3 separate regions of the Sus scrofa genome follow, and all the other regions are linked to region 2. The links are chromatin contacts, called in public Hi-C and HiChIP or PLAC-seq maps. All regions are on one chromosome and are shown on one strand. The core of a region is the stretch at or near the end of the contact, and the rest is flanking DNA. Distances in the headings are between cores, read along the strand shown.

Evidence for each region. A called contact is a pair of places that touch in the nucleus more often than the background predicts. HiChIP or PLAC-seq counts read pairs in DNA pulled down with a chosen protein or histone mark.
Region 1: an H3K27ac HiChIP or PLAC-seq map of alveolar macrophages shows a contact between it and region 2. The contact joins the promoter of SGPP1 here to the promoter of PPP2R5E in region 2. A contact is called at or near these places in 6 of 47 Hi-C or Micro-C datasets (brain, embryonic fibroblasts, heart right ventricle and 2 more) and 2 of 2 datasets of contacts at active chromatin or transcription factors (alveolar macrophages and skeletal muscle).
Region 3: a Hi-C map of embryonic fibroblasts shows a contact between it and region 2, with 2.8 times the contacts expected there. The contact joins the enhancer-like site here to the promoter of PPP2R5E in region 2. A contact is called at or near these places in 2 of 5 promoter capture datasets (fetal liver and liver), 14 of 47 Hi-C or Micro-C datasets (alveolar macrophages, brain, embryonic fibroblasts and 9 more) and 2 of 2 datasets of contacts at active chromatin or transcription factors (alveolar macrophages and skeletal muscle).

The regions. Positions count from the first base shown.
Region 1 is chr1:194,350,114-194,354,404 of Sscrofa11.1, reverse strand. SGPP1 (sphingosine-1-phosphate phosphatase 1) reads right to left here and starts at 2,434. Exons shown (of 2, transcript XM_013993487.2): 1 at 1,526-2,434. The coding sequence starts at 2,215. SYNE2 (nesprin-2) reads left to right here and starts at 1,855. Exons shown (of 117, transcript XM_021074116.1): 1 at 1,855-2,216; 2 at 3,676-3,808.
Region 2 is chr1:194,503,982-194,507,997 of Sscrofa11.1, reverse strand. It overlaps PPP2R5E (protein phosphatase 2 regulatory subunit B'epsilon), which reads right to left and starts at 2,463. Exons shown (of 14, transcript NM_001244062.1): 1 at 2,420-2,463; 2 at 121-284. The coding sequence starts at 277.
Region 3 is chr1:194,632,308-194,636,337 of Sscrofa11.1, reverse strand. The region is part of intron 5 of PPP2R5E (protein phosphatase 2 regulatory subunit B'epsilon); the gene reads right to left. Among named protein-coding and RNA genes, the nearest start is that of GPHB5, 100 kb to the left of the region's middle. Within about 2 kb of position 2,592, at least 6 of the 83 cell types and tissues checked have an H3K27ac peak or open chromatin away from gene starts, as enhancers often do.

The sequences.
Region 1 (4,291 bases), core at 1,185-3,684, 150 kb after region 2:
AAAAAGGACTTTCTCTTATTTGGACTGCTAATAGCTGGAAACACAGCTACTCAGTGAAGAGGAGTTATAAAAAGGCCTGTCATTATGGAATCCTAAAAAGCTCATAAAAATAAAGAGAAACATCATTAGCTAACCAGGAAATATCATAACTCAATGACAATCCTAAATTCTGAAGTATTTAGAGTAAATATATTTGAGATATTTATCATGCAAAATAGGCAGCACTATTTACAATCTGAATATTACTGTCTATCTCCTTAGGTTAAATAAGAACAAAAAACTGTTCATGGTACTCTTCCCTAATAATGCTGCCATTTTCTCTATACACATTCCCTATTTTCCATGCCAGGCAGAGACGTGTCCATGGGGCAAGAGTTTATCTACACTGAAATTAAGTGTGAGATAAGTAAATTTATCTGAATGGGGTTTTACACAGAACATGTACTTCTCAGTATAAGATGATTTTGTGTCATGGAAAAAAAAATCAAGGAGGTCTGATTCCTCAGATTCTTCATAGTCAACTTTATTCTTATATTAAGGAACTGGTCTGCAGGAGGAATGAACCTCACAATTTAAAAGACAGGTAGCAGAAAACTGTAAATCAACTATACTTCAATAAAAAGAGACATAAGATATCAATAAGAATAAATTTTGCTTCTATCTAAAAAATAATTAACTTTTAAATCTAAGTAACATTTACAGAGCATGAAAAAATTTTTAAAAAGGGGGGAAGCCAAAAGAAGCAGACAAAATATAAAGTTTACTGTTAAAAACTCATCCCTGATCTGGCTGTCATACTTAGCATTTTTCAAACCCACCAGTCTGACCAAGAACCCTAGTTTTAAGACTAACTTTAATTTTAATTTGTAACATTAATTCAACAATAATACTGTAGCTTAACTACAGATAGTACTGATCAGTGACCCAGAAACTAATAAAACTGTGTCTATCAGCAAATTAGCAACCACACCCCTTAAAAAGAGCCACTCAGGCGGTGCTCCATTAACTTCCACAAAGGGTGGCTTTCATTTAAAATGCAGTACTTCATTGCCTGGAGAAACCTCGTTTGTTTTATAAACACTGTCTGGAGTAAAGCCAATGACTTTACCTATGGCTGAAACAATCAGTTTGGAGAAAGGCATCATGGATAACTGGTGAATCCTAGTCTCCCAACGATTAGTTATAAGGACTTTACACTTAAATGATAATTACACTCTGTGCATCACAAGAGTGAAAACCGTTTAGAAACTCAACCAAAGCTTGGGGATAATGTATTACTCCACGAATAGCTCTTCCTTTAAGTTCCAAGAAAGGCATTACTATTAAAATTGAGTTTGCTAGCTAAGTCTCTAGGTTTTCCCCGACCGTTTTACTATCATTCTTAAGCCTACAAAGGGCCCGTTAGCGGGTACTGTGAAAACCTGTGGAAAAAGAGTTTTGGCCAAATTTAAATAACTGCGGAGAGCAACGAAGGCTTGGAGTCCTTAACTCCCCGAGCTGAGCCGTGAGGCCACAGGCACCTTACCTGCCAACGGCCATAGGTGAGCAGAACCATGGAGATGGGGATGGCGGTGCCGGACATGGCATGGGTGGAGGGCATGCTGTACTCCGAGTTGTAGAAGACCTCCAACTTGACCACGGGCGGCGAGGCGGGCCTCGGCCAGCGGATGATGTCCTTGGTGCACTGGCCCAGGTACATGGCCAGCACCCAGATGACCACGAGCCTCCGGCCCACCAGGGCGTCCAGGTTCCAGATCCAGAAGGGGAAGAAGAGCATGTAGAAGAGTTCGTTGCCCAGCTCGGTGCCCAAGCAGAACAGGTAGTAGAGCGGCCAGTTGCTCACGTGGGCCAGCTGGCCCTCCTCGCCCGTCAGCGAGTTGCGGCGCAGAGCCCCCGCGCGCCGCGGTGAGGCCGGGCCCAGCTTGGTGGCCCGACCGTTCCGCACACCGTTGGGGGCGCCGCCGACGCCTGGCTTGGCCTGGCACTGATTGCGCTCGCTCCCGGGCGGCTGAGGGCCTCCGGACGCCCCCAGCTGCCGCTCTCGGTGCCGGGGTTCGCCGGCGAGGGGCGCCTCCGCCTTCTCATCTTCCTCCGGGCCGCTGGTGGCGGCGGCGGCGGCCGGCGCTTCGACCCCGCACAGCAGCTGGAAACGGGCGACTTTCTGCGGGTCCTGCAAACTGCCGACCAGCCCGGCCAAGCGCTGCCTCCACGACATGGTAAAGGGACCGCCGGCCCACGAACCAGAGGACGGCGGCGGGAGCGGCGGGGGGGGGGGGGGCGGCCCCCGGCGCAGCCCCGATCAGCCCCCGCGGGCGGGACAGCTGCAGCGGCAGCGCGAGCAGCGCCTCCTTACCCCAGAGCGGCTCTGCGGGGTGACGGCTCCACAGGCCGCAGCGGCCGCCGCGCGCCCCCGTCCCGCGCGCCCCTCCCTCTCCGCGCGCGCCCCGCCGCCGCCCGCGGCCTCCACGCGCCGGCGCGCCCCGCCCCCACGGCCGCTCTGGCAGGGGGCCCGGCCCGCCCCGAGCGCATCCGGGCGGCGTCAGGGCGCGGAGGCTTGGCGGGCGGCGGCCTTGAGGTGCTCCTAGTTAATACCCACTAGGCAGCGCGGCGCTGGGCGGGCGGGACCTTGCGCTTCCCCTTCTTCAGCTTCAGCCTTTGGTCCCCGCAGGCGGGGGTGGGGGGTCGCCGGCTGCTCTCTGTATGGCGTTGGCCCTTAGAGGCCACGATCCTCGTGCCAGGTTTTGCGGTGCCAGTGGCCAGGCACCCGAACGTCCTGCTGGCACAGAATGAAATGGTGAATGAAAGCAAAGTAACCACCGCGCGCCCGGAATCTTTGCACTCAAGGAATTACAAGTAATTACAGAGCTGTCACTAACAGTTGATGTCCTGAAAGCCACGTGCCACTTGACTCGCGGGGACAAGGGTAGATGTAGATCCCAGGACAGTAGTGTGTAATTCATTGTCAAAAGTTCACAAACAGCCAAAGTAAAACCAATAAATCACTGAAGTTGTAATAAGTTAAAGGGTATTGTGTACACACCAAAAAGTTGCAAACTGGGAGCATTCAAACCAAAATCATGGAGTGTGGCTCAGGTGTACACTGTTATAAAGCAGCTACGTATAGTGAGAAGGCAGTAACTGTTTCTTCTTCACAGTGATTGGTTATAATAGCAGAGTTTTCAGGGTTAGTTACCGCATATCAACCTTGGGAAACAGTTCCAAATTTTGTTTATGATTTCCAAAGGCATAAGCAAAAAATGACTAAATTGGTTTTGTCTGCCCAAGGAATGTTCAAAGTTGGTCTCTGGTTTTGATTTTAATACATATTTTGGTAAAAGAGATCACAGCTATTCTTGAGCTACATATAGAATTCCCTTTTTAATAAATTCTAATAGCTAGCAGTCTTGCACAGAAGAAATGTAATTGGTGACTGAATGCAAGGGGTAGATTTTTAAGTGTAATAAGGCTGGTTTAGCAACAACTTTCATGTCTCACAAGTTACAAACTTGACTTCTAGAAAGAATCATTTTTATTCGAAGGGCTCTGAACTCTAATTCCAGAGGTTATTTCAGGTAAAGTGAATGTCTATAATTAAAACTGTTGAATTTCTTCCAAGAAACAGGCTGGAAAATTCCCCACCCTTATGTCATTAGAAATATTTTCTTTCTTCCCCAGGGAGTTAGTCCCCTCCTCCCGCTCCACTTGCTAGGCTGTGGCCATGGGAAGATGAAGAAATCATCATCCGGGCCCTCAAGTTGCTCACTGTATCAATGGGAAAAAGATCCACCTCAGGAGTACAGAGCACATGGTAAGTGCTAAAACAGTCATAAACAATACGCTCTGGAAAGGAGAAGAAACAAGTTGATGAGGGACAGCAAGAGAGGTGTTAAGAGGTAAGCTTGTTGATCTGGCTTGTAATTAAAGAGCAAGATATGAAAAGGTAGAGAAGCCCATCTTAAGAAGAGAGAAAATGAATAAAGACAGGGATGGAAATGTGCAAATATGTAGTTGGTAAGCAATAGCTCACAGAATACAGAGTAGGGTGGGTGAGTGACTGGACTACAATTAGAAAGGGAAACTAGGACCAGATTGTAAAGGCTAGGGATTCTATTTGTAAGCAGTAGGGTGTTTTGGAAGGCCTTTCAGCTAGAGGATGAGCAACACTGTCAGAACTGTACTTTAGGGAGTTCCCGTTGTGACTCAGAGGTTAACGAATCTGACCAGCATCCATGAGGACACAGGTTTGACCCTTGGCCTCACTCATTGGCTTAAGGATCCAGAGTTGCTGTGA
Region 2 (4,016 bases), core at 1,214-3,713:
CCATCTCTTCAATTCCCAATAGAGAATTTTAACAAATATAGAACTCTACAAAAGGAAAATTATATACAGATATAAAAAGATAAATTGAAAAGGAATCCATCACCTGGTCATGAGCCTTACCTTTTAGCAGTGGCAGAGGTGTTAACTCAATAGGCTTGCCTTGAGACCTAAACTGTGAGGAACTTTGTGACCTCTTCTGTCTGGCTTTTCTGACGGACTTCCGAGAAAATCCGTCTACTTTATCCACTGATGGAGGAGTAGTTGGTGCTGAGGACATATCCCTACTGAAGAGAAAGAGGTTGTCATCAACACATTACGAGCATACAGGTGAGTTACACTAATTCTAAAATTCCTATATATTTTTTTTGAGAATGAGAATATGTGAAAAAGAAAGCAAATAAAATCAATTAAGAACACTCATATGTTCAATGGGAAAACAAAAACCAGGTGGAAAATAGAACAAAAGTACTATATAGGCAAAATGGTAATACTAATGTACTGTGGGGCCCTCACTACACTATGCATTAAAGATCCACATTACACTCAAAAAACTCTTCCAAACCACAGTCATTTTCTAACTGCAAAGCTCTTTACATTGTGAGATTCCTAAGGTAATTCTGATGCTATTCTGCAGCTGGAATACTTCAGTCAATACATTTTCCCAAGAAATGTAATGTTATGAATGGGCTCTAGAATTGAAACCCTTATGGTACTTCAGGAATCTATACCAATGTATCACAACAAGGTGAAATTTATAATTTCTGAATTACCTAGGCATGATTTGTAGTGCCATGTGCTGCTAGCTACGATAACTACACCACACCACAAGAGGACAAGCTAGATTACCTTAAACAGAACACATAAAAGGCATAATTAAAATAATTTCAAACATCTTTTTGAATGAAGGCATCTGAAGTTAACAAAGCTTAATAAACAAAACTCATGAAATCATGTACCTAAGTTGAAATAAAAACATAAATCCACAGTCTACTTAGACAACCAAGTTGAGTTCCCTTGAAGTTCATCATCAAATATTAATTTTCATTCCATCAAACTAATGGAACTGAACAGTTCTTCTGGATTTTTTTTAACCTTCTCAAATTATTAACATGAAGGCTATTTCCTAAAAGTAACAAGCATTAAGCTCAGCTTCATTCACCAATTTAAACAGATGCCATCATTTCCATGGCATTGAGGCTCCCAGCAAGATTAATGGCAGACTTTAATAGAAATAATGCATATGGGGGAAATGCTAAAATGCAATTACTCACCTGTCATTCCAATTCATAAGATAAAGTGTTTTTTAACCTCTAAATAAGGGGATTTCTTCCTGAATGTATGAGAGTAAGTTACCTGGATTAGCTGGATTCTGACAAAGTAAAAATAACAAAAACATACACAAAAAACAAACAAAACCATGTGATGTTGAGGTTTGGAATTCTGAAATCTTGTTTGGTTCTCTTTTTTAAAAAAAGTTTTTTTAGCAATCTACCTAATTTACCCTTAAATAAAATGTAACACATAAAACGGAATTGCAAACCATGAATGACTATAAAAGAAGTGAGATCACTTTAAAATTTTCATAATGACTGCATCATCAAGAAGCTCCACATCACATTTGTATGTTGTAAATTTAGGGGCTGCTTTTCCAATCTGTTATGTGATTATTTAAATTTCATTTAACCCTCACAACACAAGATTTCTGTAAATCCTGTTCCTCCATCACTCTTTTTGTCTCTTCTTTATTCATCTCCCATCTCTAAAGATGATTTACCAGTAGCAAAAAAAAAAAAAAAAAAATCTTTAAACCATTTGCCCCTTATGACCGAGGCCCCAGACTCAACCCTACAGCTCTGCAGAACTGAACGTGCAGTAGCAGCGGGTCCGCGCAAAGCCCGGGGAAACAGGTTTTGCTCTGGACCCCGAAGCTTTATCATCCTCTAATCACCGGACACGGGGCATTTCCAAGACTCAGGATAATCCAAAGGGGCCACTGGGGTAGAGGAGAAAGACAGCGAAAGGGCTGGTCGGTAGGGATGCTCACTCCCTTTGCTCCCACCTCCCCGTCATCCCAAACAAACCTTGGAGAAGATAAGCTGCTAAAGAATCCTTCTCACTTCAACAATCCCCTTTTTCCCCCCGCCACCGTCAACAGATGAAGGGGACAGGAATGCGCCTCCAATGACTGAAGGTGGAGAAAAGGGGGCAGGGGCAAGAGAGGCATCACCAGCAGCGTCTGCAGGTAAATCAGACAAGTGGGGCCGGCGCTCCCGCTCCCGCTCCCGCACCTCACACACCGCACCCTCGCCGGTCGGGCCAGGCCTTCCCGAGGCCGGTGCCTGCAGGTCCCCGGAGGACCAGGAGGAGGAAGGGAGGCTGAAAGCAGCAGAGAGCTGCGGTGCAGGAGAGACCAAGTTACCTTGAAGCTTCTGGAGAAGAATCCGAAGATGACCTGTGGTTTCCGAGGGGCAGGAGACGGGGAAGAGGCCGAAGCGGGGGCGGCCGGCGGGGCCGGAGCAGCGGGGGGCGGTCCGGACGGCGCGGGGAGCCCGGGCGACGGCTCCGGGGCAGCGTCCCTCCGGTTCCGCGGCGGCGGCGGCGCCTCTAGGCCTCACGGCCGGACCTGAACCTCTGCGCTCCGGCGGCGGCGGCGGCGGCGGCGGCGGCCTCACGACCCTCCCCCGCGGACCCGTCCCATCAAATCGGCACCGACCCCGTTTCGACTCCGCCGGCGGCTCCGCGTTCACATTCCCGGCGGGCGGCGCCTCTGCTCGTTGCCCCGGACCTGGCGGCGGCGACGACAAGCGGAGGGGGCAGGGAGGGAGGAAGACGGGATCCGCAGCGGCCGCAGGAGGAGGAGGAAGGAAAAGGAGGAGGAGCCGCTGGAGCTGCAGCCGCCGCTGCCAGAGCCGCCGTTCGCCGCCCGCGGAGGGTCCCAGTCAATGCCCCTTTCTCTCTCCTATTGTCAATATCACCGGGCGGCCGAGTCCATGGCACACGCGCAGCCGAACCTTCTGGCCCGCAGAGCCCGCCCCCGGCGCCCGGTCACTGGATGCTTCAAACGGGAAGCGAAGCCTCATTGGTCGACTCCCGCCTTCACTCACCTGTCAGCACGTTGGGCTGAGAGGCGAGCAGGGATTGGCGGCTGGGGGGCGGAGACACGGGAGTGGGAAGAGAAGAGGCCGAAGATTGGCCAAGGCGAGAGGGACCCGGATGCAGCCGAGACCCTGCGGCCGTGCCGCTGCCGCTTCCGCCAGGCGTTTAGGACTGAGTTAGCTGATCCTCCAGGCCCGGGATCAGCTTGTTGAGCCCGGACGTGTGCGGCGGGCAGATCCATTCGGTGGGCTTCCGCGTAACGCGGAGCCTCCAGGCGACGATCGTCAACCCGAGGATCCAGGGGCAAGAGTCGGCTGAGGATGGGGACGCCCCTGGCCCATGATTTCGCCCCTTTCAGCAATGAGGCTAGCCTTTGGGCTCGAGTACCGCGCAGGACGGGCACCGGCGCCGCGCAGAGGAAAAGAAAGCTCCGCCCGCCCATGCGCTGCCGCTTGTGCATTGGGCCCTCGGCACGGCCTGATGCCCCCACCGTCGCTCTGCAAGGAACCTCGTCGGGCCTGGCACCGAAATCCGACCTCCCAGCACTCTGGGGTTGTCGCTTCGAATTCCTTCTTGCCTGGTCTCCTTTCCCTAAACTTCTACTTTGAGTACCAGCTCCTTGGAACTCCTGCGAGCCTTGCTCGGGGCCAGCAACGTGCAGCTTATGCTGGTGGGAAAGCTGATGCTACGACCTGCAGGCGTTTATGGAGATCCGCCGCTTCGCCCACGGCTGCACAGAGTTTAGGGACTCCAGCTCCAAACTGCAGGAGCTCGGCCGCTTCTAGTTGGCAAGTTGGATCCGAAAGAGTTTACGGAGACTTCACTTAACTCTAGCTAGAACAGGTGATAAAATATTTAGAAATGCGTTTGCATCCTTGGTGAGCCCAAGGCTAAATGGTGCGTTTACAAAGACTATTCTT
Region 3 (4,030 bases), core at 1,343-3,842, 130 kb before region 2:
TGAACCCAAGCAGTCCAGACCGTGAGTCCACAATTTCAACCACCACACTACTCTAAACATAAATCATCTCCTGGGCTTACGCTCCAAGTTTACAGCATGCTTTCAGCTCTCCCAGAGCATACAAGTACATTCAGACAACCTAACCCAAAGCAAACATCAAAGACTGCTCAGTGATACTGGCAATGTTCTCTTTCAAGATTATGGTTCTTATCACATGCGTGTGTTGTGTAAATATTCACTGAGGTGGACATTTATGATTTCCATATGTATGTTACACAGGAAACATTTTTTAAAGTTCCCAATCATTTGTAATTTATAAACTCAATAACTGAATCCTAGTAAGATCACATCTTACTGGAATTTAAAACATATGTCAAAATAAAACCTTGTGCATGAAATGTTTGTTGCATCATGATTCATAACAGCCAAAAGGTGGAAATGATCCAAATACTCATCAGCTGATGCAAACCATGCTGCGGTGGAATATTATTCAGCTGTAAAAAGGAGTGAAGTACTGAAATATGTTACCACATGGAGGAAGCTATCAAACATCATGCTAAGTGAAAGAAGCTAGACACAAAAAGGCCACATATGGTGTGATTCCACTGATATAAATATCCGGAATGGGCAAATCCACTGAGACAGAAAACGGAATGAAGGGTGATTGCTAATGACTGTGGCATTTCTTTGGGAAATGATAAAAAGCTTTCTGCAATTATATAATCATGATGGTTACACAACTCTGTGGAACATATTTAAAAACATTAAATTGTAAACTTCAAAAGGCTGAATTTTATAGACTATGAATTACATCTCAATAAAACTGCCTTTTTTTTTTTTTTTTAAATGACAGTGCTCAGGTTCCTCTAGTTGAGGAACAAACTTGGAGACTGGTTTGAATTTTACTGAGTTCTTCGTGCATTCATTATCATTGCACTAGAACAAAACTCAAAGTTCTAATGTTGACTTTATAGCAAAACATTTCAAGAACATAAAAACAGCATACAACTCAATGCAGACTACCCTCATCACCAAAAAAGAAAAGCTATCAGGGCATACTTAAGCATGATTTCAGGTAATTAAGACATGAAACTGACAGCAGAAGAATAACTTAGTGGGTAGCAATCAAATAAATTATCTACTTTTGTTTGGTGCTTTTCTTTGAACAAAAGACAGAGATATAAGGCAAATAAAGGCCCTCCGAATAATGGCAGGAGGCACAAACTGAAGGGTGGTTTTCAAAACTGGGCAGTGAGACAGACAAAATGTTTGACTATCCAATGTCATTCATCCTTCCATCCATTCAAAAAAATGAATATTTCAAGTGAATATACCTGCCTAAAAAGAGCCATCCACTGGGCAAAGTGTCAGGGAAACAATGATGTGTAACACAGATGCTGCTTTTACAGAGCCTTGTATGACAGGGATGCAGGGAAATGAACAGCATACCACAGAAATACAAATCTACAGACACATTTCTATTTGGGACAAATGGAATGGCAGCCATGAAGAACCAGGAGGTGAGGGAAGTGTTCACTGGCAGATTCAGTAACACATACCTTCGCCAGCAGCCTATCAAATAAAAGATGCTACTAAATACCTGCCATCCCTCTGCCCACTTAGTCATGCAGTCAGTCAATTAGCCAATCAATCAATCTTTGCACATGCCAGGGATCATCCTCATTGCTGAATGTACACACACACACACACACACACACACACACACTTGGAGCCCAGAGCAAAGCAATAAAAAGTAAACTACACATTTCCACAAGAAATGGTCTAAGAAAGAAAGATGTGAACCCTGTAGGCAAAAATGGCCATGTGGGCCCAGAATCTCTTACACTAGTACCTGCACAAAATGACATAAGATTTCTAACCTACCCACTGCATTCCTTGTCAATGGAAATAACTAACCTTTGGGTTCTGTTTTTATTTGGTTTCTATTTTTAAATGCTGTAAAAGGGCTTAATGAGTAATCTGCAACTAACATAAGAGAGGGATTGAGGGGGTGTACTGTTACCAAATCTTGAATCAACTATGCTTGAATCTACTCTTACTAATCTTAAGAGTTTCACGAAGACATGATAATTAAACAAATTATTTAACTAGTGTTTTCATTAGGCCCTCAAAGAAAAATGTATTACCAGGCACCTAACTTGAGTCAGTTTTAAAGGCATATACACTACGTTCCATGAGAAAGATGAATTGCGGTATATAAATTACTGCTACTTTATAGAACATATTCTTGATGATTTTATGATATATGAGACAAAAGAAAAGGTAGAATAAAACAATACATAGGCCTCAAATGAAGGGAGCAAGATAAGCTCTAATTTCCAAAACAAAGTAATATTTGTGTGCTTAGTCATGTATACACTCCAAACACCCCCCAGAAAAAAAGCAATGAAAATACAATCCAGTATCTGTAAATGTCTAGGTGGACTCCATCCAAAATAACAGGCAGCCTGTTGTCAAAGACAAGAAGCTGGAGCGTTTCCAAGGTGATTATAGAGCAAAGACAGACCTGTCAACATACTGCCTCCCAGTTTACAAAGCCAGCCTTCCTGAAGCTAACAGAGAGGATCTGTCTAGTGATTGAGCCAAAGAATCTCCTTTGAACCTCATAATAAATGTACAGTGAAATGAAAAGGGCAAAATGAACAAAGTAGTTAGGGTCTTCCAATTAGACATGGAGGAAAGAACCTCTCTCCTCTCAAAGACTCCCTAAAATGAGAGGAAAGGAATAAACATGGAAGAAAGCCATAGGGCAGAGAGAGTCAGAGAGCAGATTACACAAATTTGCACATCTCTCAAGGATGGAAAGTGGATGCCAAGAGGTCACTGTCTTAGGTTTCCTCTTTCTCCATTCTAAGTGTGTTTCCATTCTGCCAGCAGGAAGAGAAGCCAACAGAAGCAAGCCAATTCACACCAGACAATCCTTAAAAGGCTTAAGAATGGAAGGCACTAGATACATTTGATGGCAAGGGTGTGCAGAGCTAGAAATAGAACTGATTCAGAGTTTGGAGAAAGAGTAACAAGACCTCATGACCCTCTGTCCCCGATCCTCTGTCCCCATCCATGTCCTCTGTCCCATTCTCTGTCCCCAATCCTGTCCCCATCCTCTGTCTCCTTTGTCCTCATCCCCTGACCAAGTCCTCTGTCCTTGATCCTCTGTCCCCATCCATGTCCCATCCTCTGTTTTATCCATGTCCCCATCCTCTCTCCGGTCCATGTCCCCTTCTCTGTCTCACCCTCTGTCCCATGCCATGTACCAGAGATTTACAACCATAACCTGGAGGGAATAAAGGAGCAAGTCTAGTCTTGGAGGCATGGGATACAGCTAGTAACACACTTACTGAAAATAACAGGATATAATAAAACTCTGCATGCTGAAGAGAGAGACCTTTGGCAGCCCCTTCTCTAAGGTGTCTTCCGGGGGGAAATGACAGCCTCAAGAGGAAACATCTATAGATACACTGATATCTGAAGGTTTCTCAGTGAAATGGCAAGACTTCTGCCCAACGTGCCAAGTGTGTCCCACTTGTATGTGCACGTTCACATGCAGGCAGACACACACACACAGGTTCTAAGAGGCTTTTTAAAAACTAACATGTAACTATGTTACAATCTAACATAAAAGACAGAGACCAAAACAATCATACAGTACTCAGAGGAATATAATGCAAGGAACAGAAAAAAACTGCAAAAAAAGAACCTGTAACATCTTCAGAAATAAACGAATCTATTGGATCCTTGAGGCAAAATGTGGATGCAATACAGATGAATATTCGGAAAATAAAATAGAGCTTTTGGAAATTCAAGATTTAACAGAAATAAAAAAATTTCAGAAGGACAGGAGAGTTAAAATGAGCAAACCTAGAAGTTCCTGCTATGGTGCAGTGGGTTAAGAATCCAACTGAAGCAGCCTGGGTCCCTGCAGAGGTGCAAATTCAATCCCCGCCCCGTGGCAGTGGGTTAAAGGATCCAGCATTGCTGCAGCTGCTGCAGAGGTCACAGCTGAGGCTCG